Linked DNA regions of Delphinus delphis: region 1 is linked to region 2. Evidence: chromatin contacts called from public Hi-C data. All regions are on one chromosome and are shown on one strand. Each heading gives the region's core, a stretch centred on a gene start, on an enhancer-like site or on the middle of the called end of the contact. The rest is flanking DNA. Distances are from core to core; before and after follow the strand shown. Region 1 holds the start of FERRY3 (FERRY endosomal RAB5 effector complex subunit 3). Region 2 holds the start of TIGAR (TP53 induced glycolysis regulatory phosphatase).

The links. Hi-C and Micro-C count contacts between places; a contact is called where the count stands out from the background.
Region 1: a contact with region 2 is called in a Hi-C map of lung, with 4 times the contacts expected there. The contact joins the promoter of FERRY3 here to the promoter of TIGAR in region 2. A contact is called at or near these places in 2 of 3 Hi-C or Micro-C datasets (lung and muscle).

The regions. Positions count from the first base shown.
Region 1 is chr11:5,201,639-5,205,811 of mDelDel1.2, reverse strand. FERRY3 (FERRY endosomal RAB5 effector complex subunit 3) reads left to right here and starts at 2,735. Exons shown (of 14, transcript XM_060024143.1): 1 at 2,735-2,818. It overlaps RAD51AP1 (RAD51 associated protein 1), which reads right to left and starts at 2,395. Exons shown (of 9, transcript XM_060026044.1): 1 at 2,279-2,395. The coding sequence starts at 2,295.
Region 2 is chr11:5,028,046-5,032,235 of mDelDel1.2, reverse strand. TIGAR (TP53 induced glycolysis regulatory phosphatase) reads right to left here and starts at 2,182. Exons shown (of 7, transcript XM_060024139.1): 1 at 2,079-2,182. The coding sequence starts at 2,110.

The sequences.
Region 1 (4,173 bases), core at 1,486-3,985, 170 kb before region 2:
ACAGCTACATGTAAAAGAATGAAATTGGAACACTCCCTAACACCATACACAAAAATAAACTCAAAATGGATTAGAGACCTAAATTTAAGACTGGACACTATAAAACTCTTAGAGGAAAACATAGGAAGAACACTCTTTGACATAAATCACAGCAAGATCTTTTTTGATCCACCTCCTTGAGTAATGGAAATAAAAACAAAAATAAACAAATGGGACCTAATGAAACTTCAAAGATTTTGCACAGCAAAGGAAACCATAAACAAGATGAAAAGAAAACCCTCAAAATGGGAGAAAATGGGGCTTCCCTGGTGGCGCAGTGGTTGAGAGTCCGCCTGTCGATACAGGGGACACGGATTCGTGCCCCGGTCCGGGAAGATCCCACATGCCGCAGAGCGGCTGGGCCCGTGAGCCATGGCCGCTGAGCCTGCGTGTCCGGAGCCTGTGCTCCGCAACGGGAGAGGCCACAGCAGCGAGAGGCCCGCGTACGGCCAAAAAAAAAAAAAAATAGTAAAAAAAAAAACATTGAAAATATTTGCAAACGAATCAACGGACAAAGGATTAATCTCCAAGATATATAAACAGCTCATGCAGTTCAATATTAAAAAGCAAACAACCCAATCCAGAAATGGGCAGAAGACCTAAATAGACGTTTCTCCAAAGAAGACATACAGATGGCCAAGAGGCATATGAAAAGCTGCTCAACATCACTAATTATTAGAGAAACACAAAGCAAAACTACAATGAGGTATCACCTCACACCAGTTAGAACGAGCATCATCAGAAAATCTACAAACAACAAATGCTGGAAAAGGTGTGGAGAAAAGGGAACCCTCCTGCACTGCTGGTGGGAATGTAAATTGATACAGCCACTATGGAGAACAGTATGGAGGTTCCTCAAAAAACTAAAAATAGAATTACCATATGAGCCAGCAATCCCACTCCTGGGCATATACCTGGAGAAAACTCTAATCCGAAAAGATACATGCACCCCAATGTTCACAGCAACACTATTTACAATAGCCAAGGCATGGAAGCAACCTAAAGGTCCACTGCCAGATGTGTGTATGAAGAAGTGTGGTATACATATACAACGGAATATTACTCAGCCATCAACAAGAATGAAATAATGACATTTGCAGCAACGTGGCTGGACCTAGAGATTATGATACTAAGTGAAGTAAGTCAGAAAAAGAAAGACAAAAAAACCCATATGATATCACTTATATCCGGAATCTAAAATATGATACAAATGAATTTATTTACAAAACAGAAACAGACTCAGAGACACAGAAAACAGACATGGTTACCAAAGGGGAAAGGGGATGGGGAGGGATAAGTTAAGAGTTTGGGATCAGCAGGTACAAACTACTATAAATAAAATAGATAAACAACAAGGACCTACTGTGTAGCACAGGGAGCTATATTCAACATCCTGTAATAAACCAGAATGGAAAAGAATATGAAAAAGTACATATATGTATATATAAAACTAAATCACTTTGCTGTACACCAGATACACAACATTATAAATAATTATACTTCAACAAAATTTTTTTTAAATTAAAATTAAAGTAGGGCTTTCCTCCTCCTCACTCTCTCTCACATTGCCATGTTTATTTTCCGTCTCCTAACTTCATCCCTTGACTAGACTGCAACCTCCAGCACCTAGTAAATACATATATCTAGTAAATATATACCTCCAGCACAAAAGTAAATATATTCAAAACTCTACTAAACGAGCGGCTGACCCTAGGCCTCCACGGTGCTCAACTGAGGTTAACTGGAGCAATAGTTTCAAACAGTACATTTAATGGAAAACACAGAGGATCTGGCGCCAGCTGGCTTAGGTTTGCATGTTATCCTGTAACTTACTAGCTGTGTGACTCAACTAAACTGGCTTTCGTGCCCAGAAGTTTAAATTGATAAGACAGGGAGACCCAAACTTTCTATCTCAAAGAAGTATAGGGACGAACAAATGAAATAACACGTAAGCAGAAGCTTGGTGAAATGCAAAACGCTGTAACCAGGCCTTATTTGAACGGAGTGGGTAAAAGAAACGGCAGTAACTGTCAAAGGAGCCAAGAGAAGGAAACAGCTTGGATGCTAGGACCTTTCCGAGGAGCGGCAGCTCTCCCTGGAGTCTAGAGCGTTTAGCTGTCGGTCCCACCATCGCTACCCTGGTCCTCGGGCCCTTCCCTCCATTCCATGCAGGTGACGCGGCCTACAGCGTCTTCCTGCCCTTCCTCCCCATCCGCGCCGGATGCCATGAACTACTCACCTCGCAGGCCGCACCATGGTCCCCTCCAAGGCTGGAAACCTGCAGCTCGCAGCCTCCTGTCGGCAGCGGCGGCGGCCGTTCCAATTCCCGCGCAAAACCAGATTCGAAGCTCTCCGCCCCGCCGCCAGTCCTCCAATCCTCTCCGGCCATCCCCGCGGGCGCGCATGCGCTCTGAGAAGCGCGCGTTAGTTCACGCCCCCTCCAAGCACCGCCCTTCCGCATCCGGTCTGCCAGAGCCGAGCCGGTGCTTCGCCGCTGCACTTTCGTCACTTCTGCGCCGTCTCTGAAATGGACAATAACAGTAGAAATACACCTTCTTACACTTTTTAAATGATTCAACTCAGGTATTATGGAACAAGGGGACACTTAGACCGAGGAATTTTACACGGGGTGCCGGGAAAGAGGAAAAGATGCGGACGAATCTGCCGGAGCTGATCTTCCGGCTGTAAAAACAAGGCGGCAGTCAGCTGACGGTTCCTGCACCGCGGCTGGTTGACAGCGCCGGGTGTGCGGACAGCAGGAGACTCGGAACAAGGGGAGGTGAGCCCGCGACCCGATCGAGGAAGCCCCCTCAGACCGAAACCCTCTAACCGGGGGCTGTTCCCCTCACTCGGCCGTGGCTTCTCGGCCCTTTGTCTGCCCTCCCTTCCCTGACTCATTTAAGCCTCAGAACCTCCACTCGACTGGCTGCATGAGTTCGGTTCAGCTCTCCTCCTCGCATCCCATAATTGTACGGAAACCTTGCTTGATTTCAGCCCTGCTGTTAATAACAGATCGGGGAGAGAGAGCTAAAGTATCAGTTTGTTGAAACACAATAAGGCTAAAGGTTGAACCAACTGAAACCAGAGCTAATGGTTTTTGTTTGCCGAAAATTATGACTCGAAACAAGATGAGACCATGAGCCCCTATTTCCGTAATTTTCAGTTCCCTGCAAAATGTTTTTTTACTGTCTTTGCCTGCATCATGTGTGCTCATTTAGCAGCCTTTGATTTTTTTTAATTGATATGTTCTTATAGAGCTTCCTGTTATTGTTTATTATTTTTACCAGCTTCCATTTATTGGTCATCTTAAGCTTGTCGGATGCTTCGTATTTATTATATGATTAAGCCTAATGACAGTCCTACAAGTTAAAAGGTTTCCTGGGGCCTAGCTCAGCTGAGATGTGGCCAAGGAAAGAAGGGCAGTAAGCGTGTGCTAGGCAAAGGAAAAACATTCAGAAAGGTTGGGAGTGGAAAGAGAGGTTTGGTATTGAAAGAAGTTTAGTATGGCTGGAAAATAAAGTTTTTGGATTTGTGTGTTGGAGAGGACGGGGTGCAGGTGCTGAAATAAGAGTTTGGAGGTATAAGCAGGGGCGTGGTAAGCTCCGTTAACGAGTTTGTATTGTATCCTGAGTCCTACAAGGAATGTCATAGAAGGATTTAAGCAGATGAGCAACGTGGTCAGATATGCACTTGAAAACGATTGCTGTGACTTCAGTGTAGAGAATAGTGTGAGAACTGATTTGATGGGGAAATGTCTGGGGACAGGAGTCCAGTTAGGAGGCTAATAAGTAAATCTTCAGTTGATGTATTCTTTTTGACTAGATTTTCTTCTTTATGAATAGTGTCCACTTTGCCTTGTGGGCTGTCCTGTACTTTCCACTTTCTGTGTATCTTTTTCCTTCATGGAAATCTTTCCAGCACCATCTCCCTTCTCTGCACCCCCTATCAGATCGCATACCCACCACCTCTAAGCTCTTCAAGATGAATTGGTCCCTGATCTGTTTCTTTGACTTTGTATTCACCAGCTGTTTCATGAACTGTATCCACCCACCATGCATCTGTTCCTAAGAATCCTCTCTGTTCTTCTCTCCATGATCCTTACCTATTCCTGAGAACTCTGCCTAGGAATGCTAA
Region 2 (4,190 bases), core at 933-3,432:
GATTCCAGTAAGAGTCATTACATTGAACTCTGGTGATCAATCAAGTTTGAAACTGTTTCTTTTCCTGAAAGAATCATCCATTTTTAGCTTTGAGAACTCTGAAGGAGAAAACTAACCCTATCAATTATTTCAGCACTTCCTTTGCACTTTCCCATGAATAAAACAGAGCAAAGTAAACTATTCTTACCACTCTTCATGGTTATATCACAGGAAATAAAAAGTAGCCTCTGAAATGGCTGATGATATTTAAGCAACCTACAAACACTAGGTTTCAACTCTAAAATTGGAGGCAGAAGGGCATAGTATATAGTTAAGAGGATGGGCCGCAGATCTGCTGCCTTGGTTTAAAGGCCACCACCCCAACTTGTCATGTGACTATAAGCAAGTCACATGCCCTCCGTGTCTGTTTCCTCACCCGCAAATTGAGAAGCCAGTCTTTACCTCACCAGACTGTTGTCAGAATTTAATTACGACAGTGCCTGGCACATACTAATTTATTAAGACTTATTTTTAAATTAATTCCTCATAGGAATTCTATGATGAATCCATTTTAAAAATCAAGCCCTTTTTAAGAAGCAGGGAGGGGATAAAATCCGAACTCATGTAACTACTGTATATTAAGAAACTGAATAGGGATCATCTTGTTTTTCAAGGGGTGGTCTTGCCCAGATTTTCTACGACTTCTGAGTGGCAATTACACGCCAGGCACTGTGTCAAGGCATCCAGAAACTTCAGAGGAAAATGAGGGCAATCAAGACACTAATCCCTGTTCTGCTACTGACTAGCTGGATGACCTTAAGAAGGTCACACGACAGTCATAAAGCCTTCTAAAAATGGAGAGGGGTGGGGCGGAAAGAGAGGAGCTCGATTTCTAGCTCAGTCATTAAAATCCTGTGAATCCTAACGGAACAACTTCAGATGGTTGCCAAGATAATCTTCCTATAAAGTAAAAACAGGACCAAAGACGATAGCAGCTAAAGTCAGCTTGGCAAGGTTAGACCATATCGCTGTTCTCCACAAGCTCCACGATGTCAAAAACGGCATCTTAGTTCCCTGTAACCCTGTAACCCTTAGTTACGGGCTGACACACAGCACCCGCTCAGAATGCTGGTCCCATTAACACACAAATTGGAGGACTCCCTGCATCTGTATCAGAGCTGTCCTTACAGAAACAAAAGTTAGTTAATTCTCAGATATATTTCTCCCCCTCCACTGTGCTATACGCTTCACCTTTCTGACATTTCATTATCACACTAACCCAGTGAAGTGGGTCCTATCACTAACGCCATTTTATAAATCAGGAAACTGAGGTCGTAGAGATTAAGTCGGTGAAAGGAAGCCCAGGTTACAAGGCTCCTAGCTGGAGCCCAGATTCTAACCTACGTCGATCTTTCTCGAAAAATCTGTGCTCCTGACCTCCCTGAATTCCACCTCCCATTAACACCGGGCCAAGAAGAGTCGAGAAGGAAAAAGGAAGAGACGTAACGACTTGTCAGCATTTAGCTCCCTGTAACGTTATATGATAAACATATTTATTCGGGGCGATGCAGGCGGCTGAGAGCAGGGCGAGGCCCCCTCTCCTCCCCCAGCGACAGAAGATCTGCGGAGAAGAAGCGAATCTCAGACACAAGCCTGGGGGGCCGAGGCGACCGAGGGGACAGGGACGGAGCCGTCGCAGAGCCTGGAGCGGAAACGTGGGCCCCGGACCAGTCACTCTGCAGACCCTGGGGGACCGGCCGGGGGCAAACGCGGGGCCCGGGAGGTGCGGCGACAGGGCTGTCTCTTCAGCTTCAGCTGCCACCCGGAGACGGGGGCCCTTGACACTCACTCCTCCCGACCTCCCTGTCCCCATCGAACGCGGGACCGCTGCCATCTGACACCTGGCTTCCCGCTCAGCTTCGCTGGGGCAGGAGGGCCGGTAGGGGGTAACTCACAGGAAACACCTAGAAATCGCCAGGCCGAGCCTCGGAGGAGCAAATGGGACGGGCAGGGCGGGGCGGGTGCAGATCTTCGGTCCCACAGCCCAGCCCGCAACACTCCACGGAGGGGAAAGGGCAGCCCGCGCAGGCCATACTCACTGCCGGACCACTGTCAGAGCGAAGCGCGTCATCCCGCCGGCGCCGGGACAGAGCAAAGCAAAGGCCGCGCACGCCGCCCGAACCGTCTCCCACACTCCGCACAAGCCAACCGGCACTGCGCCCGCCGCACCCCGCAGCTTCCGCACCCCGCCACCGGCCGGCTCCGCTGCCATAGGCCGAGGCGGCCGTCACGTCACTCCAGGACGGCCAATCAGGGAGGCCGGGGGCCGGCAGGTCGCGGAGACTGATGTGCGGCGAGGCCCCGCCCAGGGCCGTGGCGCGTGCGCCCCTACGCGCCGGCCCGTGATTGGTGCGCGGCAGGTGCGGCGGCCCCGCCCCGGACCGGGAGGCGGGGCGTGCCCGGGGAAACCCGGTCCTGTAGGCTACGAGCGGCTAAGGGACCGCCGCTCCGATTGGGGTTGGTCTGATTGGAAGCTGGAGGGCAGCCAGCAGTCCTGCTTCGTGGGTGTACAGCGCCAGACACGTTCGGTCCTGTGAGGTTTGCATTAACCCCGGCACTGGGGGCGTGTAGGGTCAGCAGTGTCTGCGCGCTTAGACTCGCCCGGCTTGAGCCCCCAACTCCGCCTAGACCCACTCCGGGAGCAAACTCTGGTCTGGTCCTTTGGAGCCCTCGTGTAGACTAGGCCTCGTGCCTGGCCTGCTGAGCCTGATTTTACCAAAGAATCCTGCGAAGCCACTCGATCGAGAATCCCCCCCACCCTTGGTACCTAATCAAGCTCCTCTTCCTCCACTCTCGATTTCTAATCACGTTCCTCATCCCACCCGCCACCCTACCCCCCAATATCTCACCAAGTTCGTCTTGGTCGTTTTTTTCCGTTCTCTCCTTCACCCTGCCCCCTGGCTGTAAATCTCCGTTGGTCCCAGTTGTGTTCAGAGCTGCATTCGGTCTGTTTCCCCCATCGCAGTAGTCTGTAGTAAAGTCTTCCCCGCCGGTTTTTAAAGAGAATCTGGTGAATAATTTCTCTTTAACAGCCTTCAGGGCCTTGAGACAGTTACTTAACCTCTCTAACCCTCCATTACGTGATAGGTAAGATGGGATAACGGTACTCAGCCATGACACAGGTAGAGTGTAATCATGTAAGCTTTACAATTATCTTCTATGTATTTTTACTTATATTCTCATATTTAATAATGCATTTGTTTCCTTAAATCCCCAATTGTATAAGAGAAGATGGGACCCTCAGAACAACTCTGAGGTCCACAGGTTATCTTCACTTAAGAGATGAGAAGTCTAGCCTAGAGAGAAACTAAGCAGTTTGTCCAGGTTCACAGCTGATTGTGGTGACTCAGGACTAGTTCAGAGATTCTCAAACCTACCTGCACATTGGAATCATCTAGGATTTTCTGAATGCCAGGCTGCACCCCAGGAAAATTAAAAAGGAATCCCTTTGCGAGGGACCCAGGCATCAGTAATTTTTTAAATCTCCAGCTGTTTCCAGTGTGCAGCCAGTTTTGAGCTAGAAGTTTAAAGCAGTGCTTCTGAGACTTGAACTGTGCATACAAATCACCTGGGGATTTTGTTAAAATGTAGATTCTGATTCAGTAGATCTGGAGTGGGGGACAAATTCAGCACCTCTAACAAGGTCCCAGGGAAAGAGTCCATCTTCAGGATGAGGTTGGAGGGATCATTAACAGGTTCCTAACAGGGGGTGGGGATTACCACGGGCGTCCACTGCCTGTCCTTAGTAGATACTCCATGTATGTGTTCTGAATGCCTGAATGAACAAATCGATCAAACAGATTCTTCTGGAAATTTGAACTGAAAAATTAAAGGTAGTTATCTGTGAGGGCGAAAGAAGAAAGAAAGCATGGAGATAGAGCTCAAGGCAGTGTGTAGACTGAAGCTATGAAGAAACGGAAACCACCAGCAATACAAGCTTGAAAGCAAAATCACGGAGTAGAAGGTAAGAGCAAGCAAAGATAGTGGGGGAACTGAGTAGACAGACAGAAAGAAGACACAGTGAGCAATGCAGAGACCACCTGGTCCCTACTTCCTCTCTCCAGCTGCCCGAGCACCAGGTACCTTGTAGATTCTGGTTTTTCCAGTAAAACCCCTTTGTGTTAAGATGGTCTGAGTGCATTTCTAAATGT